Linked DNA regions of Mus musculus: all the other regions are linked to region 1. A link is a contact called in public ChIA-PET and Micro-C data. All regions are on one chromosome and are shown on one strand. Each heading gives the region's core, a stretch centred on a gene start, on an enhancer-like site or on the middle of the called end of the contact. The rest is flanking DNA. Distances are from core to core; before and after follow the strand shown.

Region 1 (3,723 bases), core at 845-3,344:
CGTTAAATGTCAGTTGAACACAAATAACTTTTCAGCACCAATTACAGCGAGATGCCCACACACACACACACAAAAGTCAGATGTCCGTAACATGACACACACGTCACTTCCTGGCTCCCCTGGGAGCACAAGGCTTAAGCTTTGGGTCAAGGGCTGCACACCCCTAGACATGGTTTCTGCTTGTCACAGCTTGTTTTCTGAGCCCTTGGGTGACCAAGGGCTTTAATATAGTAAATTAATTAATTAAATTAATTTCTGCAAGTCGAAGGAGGGAGAGCAAATAAGGGCCAGCCCTTATGCCACCTCAGAAGAGCACCATATCAGAGCAGCCGTCATCCTGGATTTCCTAGCACCCCAGTGGGACGGCAAGATGAGGAGGGAGGAGCTGGGCCACAGCAGCTTCCCCCAGGAGTCAGTCAAAGCCAGAGCTGTGGGTGGGGCCAGGCTGGGCTTTGCCTCAGTGACACAGCACCTGGGTCTCCAGCTGTAGCAGCTGCCCCATGAAACTGAAGTTGGGGGAGATGACTCCCCGACGTTGCTTAACAAAGTCAAAGGCCTCGTCCAGCCGTACCCGGTGGCTCTGAATCAGGTATGCCAGGCAGATGGTGGCTGAGCGAGAGATGCCAGCTTGGCAGTGCACCAGCACCCGGCCCCCACTATTCTTCACCGAGTCTGAAAAAGAAATGTGGAGCCGAGAGTCAGACAGGAAGGTGGACAGAGGAATCAGGTGCCTGTACCTTCTCCCCTACAGTTCCCACAGAACCCTGGGCTGAGGCTCCCCTACCTATGAAGCTGATAGCCTCCTGGAACCAGGCACTTATCTCCACCATCTGGTTATCTTCTACTGGAATGCTCTTGTAATGGAAAAGACCCTCAAAGTGGTTGGGGCAGCTGGCAGAGACATTGAGAACTGCTGTGATGCCGCAGGCCTGCAGGCCCTGAAGATCTGAGGAGTGGTTGCAGCTGCCCAAGTACAGGTAGGGCAAGATTTCCACAGGACCACCCTGGAGGAGGAAGGGGACGGTGGTGAGACCTCACTCAGCCTTGTGCTGGAGGGCTTGATCCAGACATCTTGGATTGGCTAGAAACAAGAGAAGCTCTAGGCCTTCTGACCAAGGACAGAATTAAAAGTCTTGAGGCCACAAGGGGACATATGTTCAGACACTTTGTGCCACATATGCCTTAAAGTCTGTATGAGGATATATACACGTTCACACCATTTGCAGGTCACACAAACACTCTCCACATCTGGGAATGTATATTGGAACACACCCCTGTCTTTCCCCACTGGCGTTCTCCAGAGGCATCCCTCTAGAATGCACAATGAAGACAACAAATTCGAATATCAACTCACCTGGTCATAGATCGGAACCCTCGGGTCAGAGTTGCTATTTTCGGCCCCAGCAGGAGGCAGGGCCTGGGCAGGAGCTTCAGAGCACAGATCCGGACAGTACGTCTGGAAGCTTTTGAAACCGCCTGTGGGAAAGACAAGAAAGGGTATGATTAGCCAAGAGGTCGGGAACGGGGCACGGAACGTGGGACAAGGGGCTAAGAGCGCGGGGCGCGGAACATGGGAGAAGGGGCGAAGGGCGCAGGGCGCGGGGCGCGGGCTCACCTCGCAAGAAGCACACGGTCGTGGGTCCCCCGCGCATCTCGTGCTGCAGTGCGGCTAGCAGCAGGTGAGCGGGGCCGTCCGGCGGGAGCTCGGCCACAGACGCGCTGCTTTCATCCAGCACCACGGCACGGGCCAGCTCCCCGCGGCCCAGGCGCGCCCGGAGTGCGCGGTCGGGCAACAGACAGGCGAGGGCAGCGGCGGGGGTGCCGCGCGCACGCCGCCGCAGCAGCGCGTTCCAGGGCACCGGTCGCGCGGCGCGCACGTGGCTCCGGCAGAAGGCCAGGAACGGGCGGCAGTCGAGCAGCAGCGTGCGCTCGGCCTCCCGCGGCTCCCGCAGCAGCGCGCCCAGCGCCGCGCACTCTAGCTCGCACGCCGTCTCCAGCCCCATGGCGATCGGCATCGCAAAGCCTCCTGCTTCCGGATGTCCTCTCCCTCGGCTCCGGCGGCGCGGTGTCTGTGTGGCGGGAGCTGACGGTTCTGGGGGCTCTTCGTCGAGCCCGGGCTTAAATACTCGAGGGCTGGCCCCTCGGGTCACCATACAAGGGTAGAGCAGGAAGGCGCCGGTGCCCGCCCCCGCGGCTTCACGTGGGACTCTGGCTGGGCCGCCCCCGGGGCTCCCTGAGCGGACAGGGGGTGGGTGGGGCGGGGCATCAGGGGGAGGGACACGCGGGGGAAGAAACTGGGAACCAGACCGTGACAAGTGTCGGCCTGGAGTCTAGAGGCCCCACCCACGTCTCTCCAGTGTATATGCCCCAGTGCTCCCCACTCTTTGCCAGGCTTCAAGCCACTAAGTGCTTAGGAACTCAGCTCTCAGCTGCACCGAGCCTTTGAGTTACTCAGGTCTTCAGCTTCCTCACTTTTCCCATTTTCTCCCAGGGTTTTCATTCTAGGAATTTCGATAGCAAAAATGGACAAATTACCTGTTGCTACCCATAATGATACACTATTAGGAAAGACACCAACCGTCAGGAAATTGTCCTATTCTCCCATGTCAGGCCCAGGCCCAGGTGGAGGAGTCCTGGAAAGCCAAAGCCCTGGGGCAGGGGCGGGGGTGGGGTGGGGTGGGAGGGGCTTTAATGGGGAAGGGGCGCAGGGGCCTGTGACGAGTTTCCTCTTATGACTGGGACAGTTTCTTTCCCCAGGGGCCCAGGGAAACCCCCAAGAGCCTAAAAAGAAGTAGTTCCCATGCCACAGGCCAGGGCTAAAGAGGAACTCTGTTGACGATGCTGGGCTCTCCCAGGGCATAGCCAGGCCTGGCGGGAATTTCAGGGGAAGAAGGACTATTCACAGAACCTGTTCCCTTCCGACCCCTTAGGAGCTACAAACCCCTCTGGGACAGGCCCTGGTCCCACACCAAACTGTAAGAATGAAAAACTGGGTAACTCACAGCCATTCTGTGCTCCCCCACTCAAGTGCCTGCCCGCCCCCCCCTCCCGGATGTGGTGAGGCCCAGCTGCACGTGGGCCCCCCGGGACACTCCTGCGTTGGGGGCGAGAAAGTTGGTAGGTGGCTGAACTGAAGCAGGCGGGTGGGGACAGTGTTCAGAACCCAGCCTCCCAAATCTTTATTGCCCTGAGCCAATCCTCTGCCTTTACTAAGACCCTTCCAGCATCCCTGCAGATCCTTTGTTTCTTGGAGGCCTGTGGCTAGAACCTGTGGGGACCCCTAACATAAGGTATGGTAGGTATATAGGTGCTCGAGCAAAATATTATGCCTTTCCTCTTGATTTGGGGAACTTGGGGCTTGTGGGGGATACAGAATGCCAGGGAGAGCTACGAGGACTCCTGGACCAGGAGTCATGGACTTGTGTCTCAGTGGCACGGTCATGCAAGTTGGTTCCAGGGCCACAGCCTGGGTCCCTTCCCACCAAGCCTGTCTGGAGGCTGATACAGCACAACTGGCAGCCCAGCCAGGGAGTCTGGACCATAGATCCCTGAAGCTGATAGGGGGCTCTTATCCTTGGCATCAGCCTCACAGATGACTTAATGGCTGATTCCAGGGACAAATTACAGAGCATGGAGGGGGACCATCATGTCTAGTCTTGCTGAACAGAGTCACCTGCCATGCCTGGAGCCACAGCCTTCCAGCTGTGGAGAAGAGGGGAGGCC
Region 2 (3,723 bases), core at 642-3,141, 460 kb after region 1:
CCACAACTGCTTGGCTCTTTTCTCTTTTTAAGATTTATTTATTTATTTTATGTATATGAGTACACTGTAGCTGTACATATGATTGTGAGCCATCATGTGGTTGCTGGGAATTGAACTCAAGACCTCTGGAAGAGCACAGTGCTCTTAACCTCTGAGCCCCATCTCTTTAACCCATAGCTTTTCCTTTTTAACCAGAATTATAAAGTTAACAAGAAATAAAGTACTTTCATTTTGTTATATTTTGATTTTCTTTTTTGTCCTGTCTTCTAGATTATAAAGATAGTCAAGTCACAAAATGTATAAACCCAGTTGAAATTTCAAAGATAAATAGTTATTGAATGATCACATGTTAATCAAGATCCCTGGAATATTCATCAGATACTGTTACAACATGTATATTAAGACATTTTTTTATTTTTATTTTTTGAGACATAGTCTATGTGGTTTTGGCTGGCCTGGAACTTGCTATGTTGACCAGATTGGCCTTGAACTCACAGAGATCAGCATGCCTCAACCTCCCAAGTGCTAGGATTAAAGACATGTACCACCATGGCCAGCACTTGAAGCACTTAAAAACACTGCTCCTCCTAGGCCTACAAGGTGGGGAATGCCTGAAGATGATTTATAAGCACCACAAAACTTGTAAGAGAAAGAGTGAGTGGCTGGATTAGTTTGTTGAAGAGGCTTGGCTCAGTGAACTGTGGGTCATATTGCTTGGGAGATAATAACTATGCAGCATGGAAGAAGCTAAACCAAACCAAGGTACGTGCACATTGTAGGAAACTTCAGCTAGTCCATCCACAGTCCATCTATAGACACAGAGCAGGCTAGTGCAGTTGGCTCGCCCTATACCTAGGTTCTAGGTTGACTCAACCAACCAAAGAAGGAAAATAATTGGAAATAAAATTATACTGAACATTTTATTAATCTAAAGAAATACACATTTGTATTTTGTTAGGTTTTGCATCTATTGATTTAATGTATACTTAAAGATGTATATCTAAGGCAGGAGGATTACAGTAAATTTGAGATTAGCCAGAGTTAAAAGAGGAAAGATAGAGGCAGAACAGCCCTTCAGGCAGAGGAGCCTTTAAAATTGTAAGAAAAAATGTCTCTAGGTCTCTGTAGGGAATTGGTTCCAAGACTCTCCATACCCATAATATACATACAGAAAGATGATGTGCCAAAAGCAGGTTTGGTTTTGTGTTTTTAAGATGGTGTCATTCTAATCCTCGATAGCCTGGAATTTACTGCAGTCCTCTTGCCTTAGCCTTCGGAGTGCTGGGATTACAGGCATGTGCCACTACTCCTGATCTAAAAAAAAACAAAAAACAAAAAACTTTCAGGATGGCAAAAGCCGGCAATCCCAGCAGTGTGGGGTTAAAGGCAGAATCCATAGTTCAAGGTCATTTTAGGCCAGGCGCCTGGGCTACAAAGGAACTCAAATAACACTAAATGTCTGAAATTCCAGTTCTGGAGGATCTAGCACGGTCTTCTGAGGACACTGCACACATATGGTACACAGACATACATGAGGCAAAACACACATACACCTAAAATAAGTCACTAATAATAGCAGTGTTGATAAAAAAAAAAAAACGGATTGCACCCTTGATGGGAAAGGATAACGTGCGGGAAGAGATCGCTAATAACCAACGTAGACAGATGCGATAGCAAAAGAAACAGACAAGCGTGCGCGGCCGGGAGCTAAGTTTTGGCGAAGCCGGGGAATCTGGTCATTAAAGCGGAACAAGTTCTCGTGGACAGAGGCAGGGGAAGCCGAAGCCAGCAACACCAGGGAAAGCAGCAGCTCGGCGTTTCCCGGCCGGCGGAGCTTAGGGGCAGGCCGCAGTAAGCGCGCCCTTCACGTGACACGCCCTCCGCGCGACGCACTCGACGGCCCCGTCACGTGGCTGCCGCGGCCCCGTCTCCGGCGGAGGCGGGCGCGGGCGCGTCCCTGTGGCCAGTCACCCGGCGGAGCTGGTCGCACAATTATGAAAGACTCGACTTCTGCTGCTAGCGCTGGAGCTGAGTTAGTTCTGAGAAGGTTTCCCGGGGCTGTCCTTGTTCGGTGGCCCGTGCCACCGCCTCCGGAGACGCTTTCCGATAGATGGCTGCAGGCCGCGGAGGTGGAGGAGGAGCCGCTGCCCTTCCGGAGTCCGCCCCGTGAGGAGAATGGTACGGAGCCGGGCCTGGCGCGGGCGGGCCTCGCGGGAGCCTGGGCGGCGCTCCGGGGAGCTCCGTGACCCTCCGGGCGCCACCGCTCGCAGCGGAGCCGTCACGGAAAGGGAGGGAGGGCTGGGGTGGTGTGGCAAGGAGAAGGGCGCGGGTTCCGAGCTGTGACTTGGTGGCTGTGCCGCAGACGCTCTACAGGTACATTTTCTACTATTATTTTGTTTAATAGAACGGGAGCGATTTTGACGGTGTAGACTGCGATGTGGTTCGGGGTTTTGTTTAGCAGGCGACAGGGAAGGGACAATTCCTGGGAGGCTGAGACCGTGCGTTGCCAGGTCTGCGTCGAACTACCTCATCTGTTGTCCCAGACAGTTTGAAGCCAATGTGCAGACTGGAGGGAGTCGGTGTGTTGCAGCGTTGGCTAGAGCTTTTGTTGTTAAGGCCAGGAACCGGATTTGGAGAGTTCTTACAAAGAAAGCCATTTAGATCTAGGATCTGAGCAGGAAAGGCATTCCTGCTCAGTAGTTTAACTTGATAGGCTTTATGCAAACTGGTGTTTCTTTGCCGAAGTCAGACAGGTTTAGTTTTCTGCCTTTTCTTTATTTTTGAGACAAGGTCTCGCTTGTGACCCTGGCTGGCTTGGAACTCACTGTGTAGACAGACCAGGTTGGCCTTAAACTCAGAGATCCGCTTACCTCTACCTCCCAAGATTAAAGACGTGCGCCACCATGTCGGGCTAGGGCTAGGTTTAGAAGTGTCTTACTTATAAAGTACATGTGAATAAATACTGCATTTCTCACTTTCGTTTGTAAAGTTATTGAAGACTACTTTTTTTTTTAAAGATTTATTTATTTATTATATGTAAGTACACTGCAGCTAGCTGTTTTAAGACACTCCAGAAGAGGGAGTCAGATCTTGTTAGGGATGGTTGTGAGCCACCATGTGGTTGCTGGGATTTGAACTCGGGACTTTCAGAAAAAAACAGTCAGTGCTCTTAACCGCCGAGCCATCTCTCCAGCCGCTGAAGACTCCTTTTATTTGAGACTGGATTACACACAGCCTAGGCTGGCCTCAAATCCTGAGTCTATCATTGAGTTCCTTATCCTCTTGCGTCCATCTCCTGAGCTCTGGAATCACAGGTGTCTGTCGCCTGGCTTTTCCTAGTTTCTGAAAGGAAAGTTAAAGTGCCTCTGTCTCCGCTAAATCATTTCATTTAAATACTTGTGGCTTTGATTTAAGGGACTCTACTGGAGGGTGAGTTGAATCCAAGTGCCTTGAAAGCCGTTAAGCACAGAGTATTCAGTGATATATCTAGTTTTTCATTTTAGATGGTAAACAGCATACATTTGAACATACTGGTTACATATTTTTTAAAACGTTTTCATTAACAGATGAAAGATCCCCCCCCCCCAAAAAAAAACAATAGCTTTAGTTTTGTAAGTAATTCACCGTATATGGCACATAGTATTGTTTGGACATGCATAAACTTGTTGATTCTGTAAGGAGAACAGTCTAACTTTAGAATTAAGAGTGTTAATTTTATTTTTT
Region 3 (3,723 bases), core at 536-3,035, 460 kb before region 1:
CCGTCTATCAGCAGACCTGGGAGACAGATTCTCTCCTCTGAGTTTCAGTGCTCAGAGCACTCTCTGCTGGCAAGCTCTCTTACAGGGAAGGTGCGCAGATATCTTGTATTTGGACCTCCTCCTGGCCGAAGAAGAAGGCCCAAAACAGGACCTTTCTCAGACACTGTGTTGCTTTGGCAGTTCCCAGGTGGTACAGACTCTCACCTAAGCAGACTAAATTCCTAAGTTCCTTGGAGTCCCGGGACCAAGATGGCGACCGCTGCTGCTGTGGCTTAGGCCGCCTCCCCAGCCGGGCGGGCACCTGTCCTCCGGTCCGGACGGTGGCCGGCTGTCCCCGGCCCACAAAGGGTGCTGCCTCAGCGCCTCTGTGCTTCCGCCTGTTCCAGAAGCTGTCAGGTTCTCTGGCGCACCCTCTCACCTGTTCAGACTAATTTCCTAAGTTCGGCGGGTCCCGGACCAAGATGGCGACCGCTGCTGCTGTGGCTTAGGTCGCCTCCCCAGCCGGGCGGGCACCTGTCCTCCGGTCCGGAAGGTGGCTGGCTGTCCCCGGCCCACACAGGGTGCTGCCTCAGCCCCTCTGTGCTTCTGCCTGTTCCAGAGGCTGTCAGGTTCTCTGGCGCACCCTCTCACCTGTTCAGACTAATTTCCTAAGTTCGGCGGGTCCCGGACCAAGATGGCGACCGCTGCTGCTGTGGCTTAGGCCGCCTCCCCAGCCGGGCGGGCACCTGTCCTCCGGTCCGGACGGTGGCCGGCTGTCCCCGGCCCACAAAGGGTGCTGCCTCAGCGCCTCTGTGCTTCCGCCTGTTCTAGAAGCTGTCAGGTTCTCTGGCGCACCCTCTCACCTGTTCAGACTAATTTCCTAAGTTCGGCGGGTCCCGGACCAAGATGGCGACCGCTGCTGCTGTGGCTTAGGTCGCCTCCCCAGCCGGGTGGGCACCTGTCCTCCGGTCCGGAAGGTGGCCGGCTGTCCCCGGCCCACACAGGGTGCTGCCTCAGCGCCTCTGTGCTTCCGCCTGTTCTAGAAGCTGTCAGGTTCTCTGGCGCACCCTCTCACCTGTTCAGACTAATTTCCTAAGTTCGGCGGGTCTCAGACCAAGATGGCGACCGCTGCTGCTTCTCTTTTTTAAGTACTTAAAGGTCATTGGTCTGACAATGTCCACTTTTTATTCCATTGATGAGAGCTGTGGCTATTGCATTGACACTAGTAACTTGGAAGATTATATATTAAAATACCCTGTATACTGGGGTAAGAGAAAACGTATTAAAGACCATTTCATCTAAATTTGTTCTTTTTAAGTGTTATTAAGTTTTTTTCTCTATTTGTTTATTTTAAAATCGAGTTACCAGAAAGCTTAGATAAGAAAAACGAACAAAGCCGGGCGTGGTGGCGCAGGCGTTCCAGCACTTGGGAGGCAGAGGCAGGCGGATTTCTGAGTTCGAGGCCAGCCTGGTCTACAAAGTGAGTTCCAGGACAGCCAGGGCTATACAGAGAAACCCTGTCTCGAAAAACCAAAAAGAAAGAAACAAAACAAAACAAAAACGAACAATAGTAGATAACACTTCGGGTATGATGCAAGTGAATATCTGACTAATGTCAAACAAGAAATGTAGAAGAAACGCGGAGCCCATCAGAAACCAAGACCATCTCACATCACAGTTAAGACTCCTGATCTAAGAGTCAGGGAACTCTGCTTCCTTTCCTGTCCTTTCCTCGCGCAGACTCAGAGCGGGCCTCAAGCGAGCGCTGTGGCATCTGATCCTTGCGCCAATCCGTAGCTCACTCTACTTTGTGCTGAGTGGTTGCAATGGCGGACGTGTCTGAGAGGACGCTGCAGGTGTCCGTGCTAGTGGCTTTCGCCTCTGGAGTGGTCCTGGGCTGGCAAGCGAATCGGCTGCGGAGGCGTTACCTAGACTGGAGGAAGCGGAGGCTGCAGGACAAGCTGGCAACGACTCAGAAAAAGCTGGACCTGGCCTGAGCACGCGCTGCAGCCCGAGTCCGCCGGGTTCTCACTCCCTAAGCCCAACGCAGCCCGGATCGTGGGAGCCGCGCGACCCAGGAGTCGTCCTTGCACGGCTTGCAAGAACATGGCTTGCTTCAGAAAGAAAATAGTTTTGTCTTCTCTAACAACTTACTTTCAGGTATTAACAGCTCAGTTTGCTGAGGGTATTTAATGGGAATGTTTTACCACGTGCGATGCAGTTACACCTTAACATTTAACTTCGAAATGGGGGAGGGAGTCATTTCACGCCCAGCCTCCACATTCATAGGGTCCACAGTGGCTTTTTAACGTGGATGGCAGGAGCTTTGCGTTTCATCATAGTTATTCTTCAGTCCTATAGTTTTCTTCTCTTAGTTCATGGTTTGCGATCACAGTACAGAAATTTGAAGTTAAAGATACTACTGTGTTACTGATTTTTTTTTCTTACTGTTTTTCAACAGCTTGTCGAAGATGAAAATAAAAAGCACTGGAGAGAAATAATTTCTTGCACTTTATGAATCTATTTTTAAAATAAAAAATTAAACATCTTTGAATCTTTTTCCTCCTCACAAAAGAAAGCAGTATTTTTGCCTACCATTCAGTTTGCTGCAGTAAGAGATTTGGAGCCTGAAAGCAGAGACTTTCTGATGGAATCTCACCTTGGTACAGCCTGGAGGCAGATCTGATCAACGGACCATTATGAGTCATTTTTCTAGACATATTCAGAAAACCTAGGAGCTGTGTCAAATGCCTGAATTAAGCATTACAAATGCAAGATATTTGCACTTTGAAGAATGTAGAGAGTAAAAAAACTAAAATTAAAAAAAATAATGCATGTGATATAACGGAATATATATGTGAAAGAGAAACTGTTGAGTAAGCTTAAAGATAAATGCCAGTCCTATCAAGTGACCAAAGCCTTGGTTATTTATAAGATGTATTTCTGACGCATTGTCTACATTTTTAAGAAAATCAGTTTGTTCTCCAGGGAAACACCATGGCCCATTTTCCTAGGATTATTGAGCCTTATATGTGACTTAGATCTTATTCTATGAATCCAGCAAGGGCTGAAACGCCAGTTTTCAGAGAGCCATCCTGTCTGGGCTTTAGTTGGCTGAAGCTTTCTAGTCAGCATTCCTCACTGAGAACTAGGTGAAGATCTTTGAGGTAGAATAGGGTTCTTATCTGCCTGTGGGTGGTGGCGGTGGGCAGTTGTGTGGGGACCAGAGGTCAGCATCAGTGCCTTCCTGGACTGTTCTTCACCTTTTCTTCTTCTCTTGTATGTGTAGTGTGTGTACTGAATATATGTCCACGTGTGTGTGAGTGCATGTGTGATGTGTATGTAGGTGTAGACTGGAAGTTTGTCCTGGAGACTGCTACTTCCACTGTGGGTTCTGAGAATCCAAAGTCTTGGTCCTGTAACTACTGTTACAGATTGCCCCATTCCACCCCAGGTTTTTACATGGGTGCTGGGTGTTTAAGCCAGATCTTCATGCATGTGCAGTAGGCATTTTCCCAGGTGATCCATCTCCAGCCCCAGAGCAGGGTCAGCTCTGTTGTCAACATCATTTATTGAGGCTTAGTTGGGATAGGTTTTTTGAAGTACATTTTGTCCTAAACTGAAAACTTGGGGTTAAATTGACTTGTGGCTGGACTAGCTCCGCCTCTGGGCTGTTCCTGGAAGACCAGGTATTTGTGCTGTTTTAGGTTTTCGTTTGTTTTATGATTTTTTTTTATGAGTTTG
Region 4 (3,723 bases), core at 429-2,928, 400 kb after region 1:
TGGTGAAGTGAATTTGATTTTATTGTTGTATAGTTTTTCCTTTTTTCGTGTCCTATTTTAGGAATTCTCATCCAACAAGAAGCTCTTAAGAGTATAAATGTTCCCCTGAGACAACTTAGAAGGTCAGGAGTAAGATTTATTTGAGCTAAACTGAGGTAGCAGTATGAGGTCTCTGGAATGCTCATTCTCTGATTCTCGGATTCAATAGGTTTGGATGGTGATGCTGAAACTGCAGTCAGGAGCCGTGGTCCAGGCCAGCACTCTGAAACACTAAATAATGAAAGGTTTTTAAGCTTGGCTGTATATTAAATCTGGAAATGTTTTTAAAATCCAGATATATTGCTCTCATCAGATGAGCAAGTATCTAGGATCCCAGTGGAAAGGGGAGATTAGCTTAAACATCAGTGTCCTAGAAGGATTCTAAAAGTGGCTGAGAGTAAATGCAACAATGCTTGACAGGCAGTTTCTGTCTAGGGGGTTCTTACAGCTGGTAGGGTTACAAATAGATTGAAACTGGACCAGAGGGGGAAGCCAGGGGACAGACAACTACAGAAAAAACCCACGCAGAACTGTGGGAGAGCTTCCTTCAGGAATTCCCCCAGGAAGATGCCAATGAGGAAGTCTCAAGTTCCAAGCTGTGCAACTATTTCACCCTCTGCCTCTTCTCACTCTCCCCCTCTCCTAACTTCAGCCAAGGTCCAGTTCTGTAGTTCTGTAGTTCTGTAGTTGCCTCCCTTGGCTTTCAGACTAATGCTTCCTTCCTCTTTGCCTAGCTGAAATTAACTTGCACAGAAGGTAATAGTCAGTTATACTCAGCTAGGGCTGGTGTTTTTTTTTTTTTTTTTTTTTTTTTTTTCTCTTCCTGGTGCCCTATTTTTACCTCCCTTGGATCCTTGTGGAGTTCCTTGTGAAAGGTTGCTTTGTAACAGTGTTTGCTCACACATCTGTAGTCCTTGCTGTGTCCCTCCTTTAGGATAACAGGAACACTGTCCTATTCAGTGTTTGGTATTAAATAGTCATCCAACAAATATTTGACAACCTAGTATACACTGGATATTCTGTGTGTAAGGACACAGCAGTCAACAGAGCAAAGAGGGATCCTTCCATTAACTGGATAGCAGCATGGGAGATACATAGATGAGTATAAGAAAATGGGGGGAGGGACCCCCAAAACCTCAGGCATGGTGACTTATGCCTATGATACAGGAAGATCTCTGAGTTCTAGGCCATCATCTTCAAAGTGAGTTCAGTACTAGTCGAGGATGTTTCCAAAGAAAGCAAGAACAACAACAGCAATAAATAAATAAATAAATAAATAACAAAAAGAAAAAAAAAGCTATGAAGGTTACAAATAAATCATAGCATGAAAGTGAATTAAGGGGTACTTAAGATGAAGTGTACTAGGAAACCCTCTTTAGGGAGGAAGTGTTAAGTAAGTGATAAGGGAACACCAAGAGTGTATTCCCCAGAGACTGCCCGCCTGGAGGGTCTGTGGATCTTAACGGGTGGGAAAGTAGAGAAACCAAGGACAGAGAAAACAGGGTGAGGTGACGTAAACTTAGCAGCAGAGGAAGAGTTTTGATTTGTGCTGCCAAGTGTGGAGAGGAGCCTCGTCTGGGTTCCGTATTTACGAAGATCGCCCCGAGGCTACGTGGCAGAGGCCAGAAAGGAAACTGAAACCCGAAGCTCCAGTGGCTTGGAATGGGCGGCGGCCGCAGTTAGGGGGAACCGAACGAGAACCCAGGATTTACGCAGCTAAAACGGCTCTGCCAGGAGCTGACAGTACCCACAGAGTCCCGGCCTAGCGTTTCGCGGGAGGGACCGGAAGAGGAAGTCGGGGCTGCACCCTAGAGGTCCGGGTGCCGCCAGCGCAGCCTGAGCCTAGCTGCCCGCCCGTGGGATGGGGCTGCTGCACTCGCTGCACGCTCCCGCGGCTGCCCTGCTCTGGAGCTGCCTGCTCGGACTGGTGAGAGCCGCACTCCCCTCCCCTCCCCTCCGCTTTTCCCTCCCCTTCCTCCCGCTTCCTCCCCCTCCCCCTCCATCCCTTCCTTTCCCTCTAACCTCCTCCGGATTTCCCTCATCCCTCCTCCTTCCCTACCTCCCCCTTCCTCTCCTTCTACCCTGGCTTCCCATTCTCCCACTGCCCGGGCCCGGTTAACTGCCTTCGTCCTTGAGTCCCAGCATTCCTCACCCGCCCCCAGCCCCCGAAATCCAGCGAAATGCCCAACCCCTGGGAGAAACCCGCGGGCGGGGGTAGGAGTGGGTGGGGAGCTTCCTCCTCCTTGGTCCTGGAGCCCTCTCTATAATTTTTCACTGTGCTGGCATCTTTTCTTCTTAATTCAAAGAATTCACTTCTGTGCTTCTCTGTGTAGCCCAATCTTACTGCTGCCTTTTGCCTAGAAAAAGGCGGATGGAGGGGCCGGTGTGAACAGGGTTCCAGGTGTTAGCGTTCTGGCCTGCTCTTTTGTTGACTGCGCTCACATACATTTCTCTCTATAGCCATATGAATATCTATATACTTTCCTTTCACTCCCAGATAGTGCCTTCTATGTAAGGTACATGTGATTATACTATGGGATTTGTATTATGCTTTTGTTTTCATATAGGTATACTTTAAAATACCTTTAAAGGGGAAATGAGAGGTTTGAATAGTTTGACGTCTAAAAGGGTCAAAGTCTGGTTGAGAAAAAAATAACAAATATGCGCTCACATACCCATATTTGCTGAAATAATGTTTTAAAATTCGGGATCAAAGTAATTTGAGCTCCAATGTGTGACCAAGAAGCTAACTCTCAGTGTTTTAGATTTTGTTTCTGTTCACTTTCTTTTCTGACATTTGATGTTGGGAAATTTGTATCGGTATTGTTTGCACACTGTTGTGTAAACTGTGTATGTAGTTATTACTTAAAAACCATCACTTCTCTGAAAGACTGCTTTGTCACTCTGGGCTTGAAAAGGTCATGGAGAAGGTTTAAGCCCCAAACAGTTTTTTTTTTTTTTTTTTTTTTAAGGTAGCCTTTGGCGTTCTAGGAACTTTGCTGGACAGCATTCGGAGAGAACCCATTCAAAAAGTATTTTGAGGAGAGAATGACAGCACAGTAGCTTTACTTTGTATCTTTAAAGCAGGAACTGAATAACCAGACAAGTGTCATTTAGGTCCAAAGAAAACTCACAGGATATGTAAATGTCTCGGCCCTCTAGCTTAGCTGTCAAGCTTAACTCATTTCAGGGAACTTAAGATGATTAATACGAAATAATGTTTACGTACTTATACCATAGCTCCACTAATTTTTCTCAAGGTAAATCAATATTTAGCACAGTAATACATCTACTCTTGATAAACCCACATTTTTTGGGCACTCAGGAAGCTGAGGTCTGTGGATCTCTTGAGTTTGGAGCCGGTTTGGTCTACAGAGAGTTCCAGGACAGCCTACAGAGAGAAATCTTGTCTCAAGAAAACAAACCAAACCAAACAGAACATACAAAGTGTTAAGTCCACACTGTGGTTGCTATTAAAGAGCTCAGAAGATACCTGGGTAATGATGGATGTCATGGATACAAGGGTAATGACGGCTACCTATGTAGCATGCTATTTTTGTTGTTGTCTTAATTCTTTCTTCAGACTTTTTTTTTCTCTGTAGCCCTGGCTGTCCTGGAACTCACTCTGTAGACCAGGCTGACTTCAAACACACAGAGATCCCCCTGCCTCTGCCTCCTCTAAGA

Evidence for each region. A called contact is a pair of places that touch in the nucleus more often than the background predicts. ChIA-PET counts read pairs in DNA pulled down with a chosen protein or histone mark.
Region 2: a contact with region 1 is called in an RNA polymerase II ChIA-PET map of memory CD8 T cells, with 54 read pairs. The contact joins the promoter of Trpm7 here to the promoter of Dusp2 in region 1. A contact is called at or near these places in 3 of 115 datasets of contacts at active chromatin or transcription factors (effector CD8 T cells, memory CD8 T cells and microglia).
Region 3: a Micro-C map of embryonic stem cells shows a contact between it and region 1, with 2.4 times the contacts expected there. The contact joins the promoter of Mtln here to the promoter of Dusp2 in region 1. A contact is called at or near these places in 1 of 39 promoter capture datasets (stem cell-derived epiblast-like cells), 1 of 484 Hi-C or Micro-C datasets (embryonic stem cells), 1 of 115 datasets of contacts at active chromatin or transcription factors (memory CD8 T cells) and 1 of 9 other capture datasets (adipose tissue).
Region 4: an RNA polymerase II ChIA-PET map of effector CD8 T cells shows a contact between it and region 1, with 6 read pairs. The contact joins the promoter of Sppl2a here to the promoter of Dusp2 in region 1. A contact is called at or near these places in 2 of 39 promoter capture datasets (hippocampal neurons and pre-B cells), 1 of 484 Hi-C or Micro-C datasets (CD4 T cells), 2 of 115 datasets of contacts at active chromatin or transcription factors (effector CD8 T cells and memory CD8 T cells) and 1 of 9 other capture datasets (liver).

What each region holds. Positions count from the first base shown.
Region 1 is chr2:127,334,530-127,338,252 of GRCm38.p6, reverse strand. It overlaps Dusp2 (dual specificity phosphatase 2), which reads right to left and starts at 2,094. Exons shown (of 4, transcript NM_010090.2): 1 at 1,616-2,094; 2 at 1,355-1,476; 3 at 785-1,004; 4 at 1-672. The coding sequence starts at 2,015. The coding sequence ends at 458. It overlaps Gm46762 (a long non-coding RNA gene), which reads left to right and starts at 2,702. Exons shown (of 3, transcript XR_003953899.1): 1 at 2,702-3,723.
Region 2 is chr2:126,874,429-126,878,151 of GRCm38.p6, reverse strand. It overlaps Trpm7 (transient receptor potential cation channel, subfamily M, member 7), which reads left to right and starts at 1,891. Exons shown (of 39, transcript NM_021450.2): 1 at 1,891-2,178. The coding sequence starts at 2,176.
Region 3 is chr2:127,790,550-127,794,272 of GRCm38.p6, reverse strand. It overlaps Mtln (mitoregulin), which reads left to right and starts at 1,785. Exons shown (of 2, transcript NM_001384135.1): 1 at 1,785-2,139; 2 at 2,441-2,891. The coding sequence starts at 1,806. The coding sequence ends at 1,976.
Region 4 is chr2:126,931,190-126,934,912 of GRCm38.p6, reverse strand. Sppl2a (signal peptide peptidase like 2A) reads left to right here and starts at 1,678. Exons shown (of 15, transcript NM_023220.2): 1 at 1,678-1,966. The coding sequence starts at 1,901.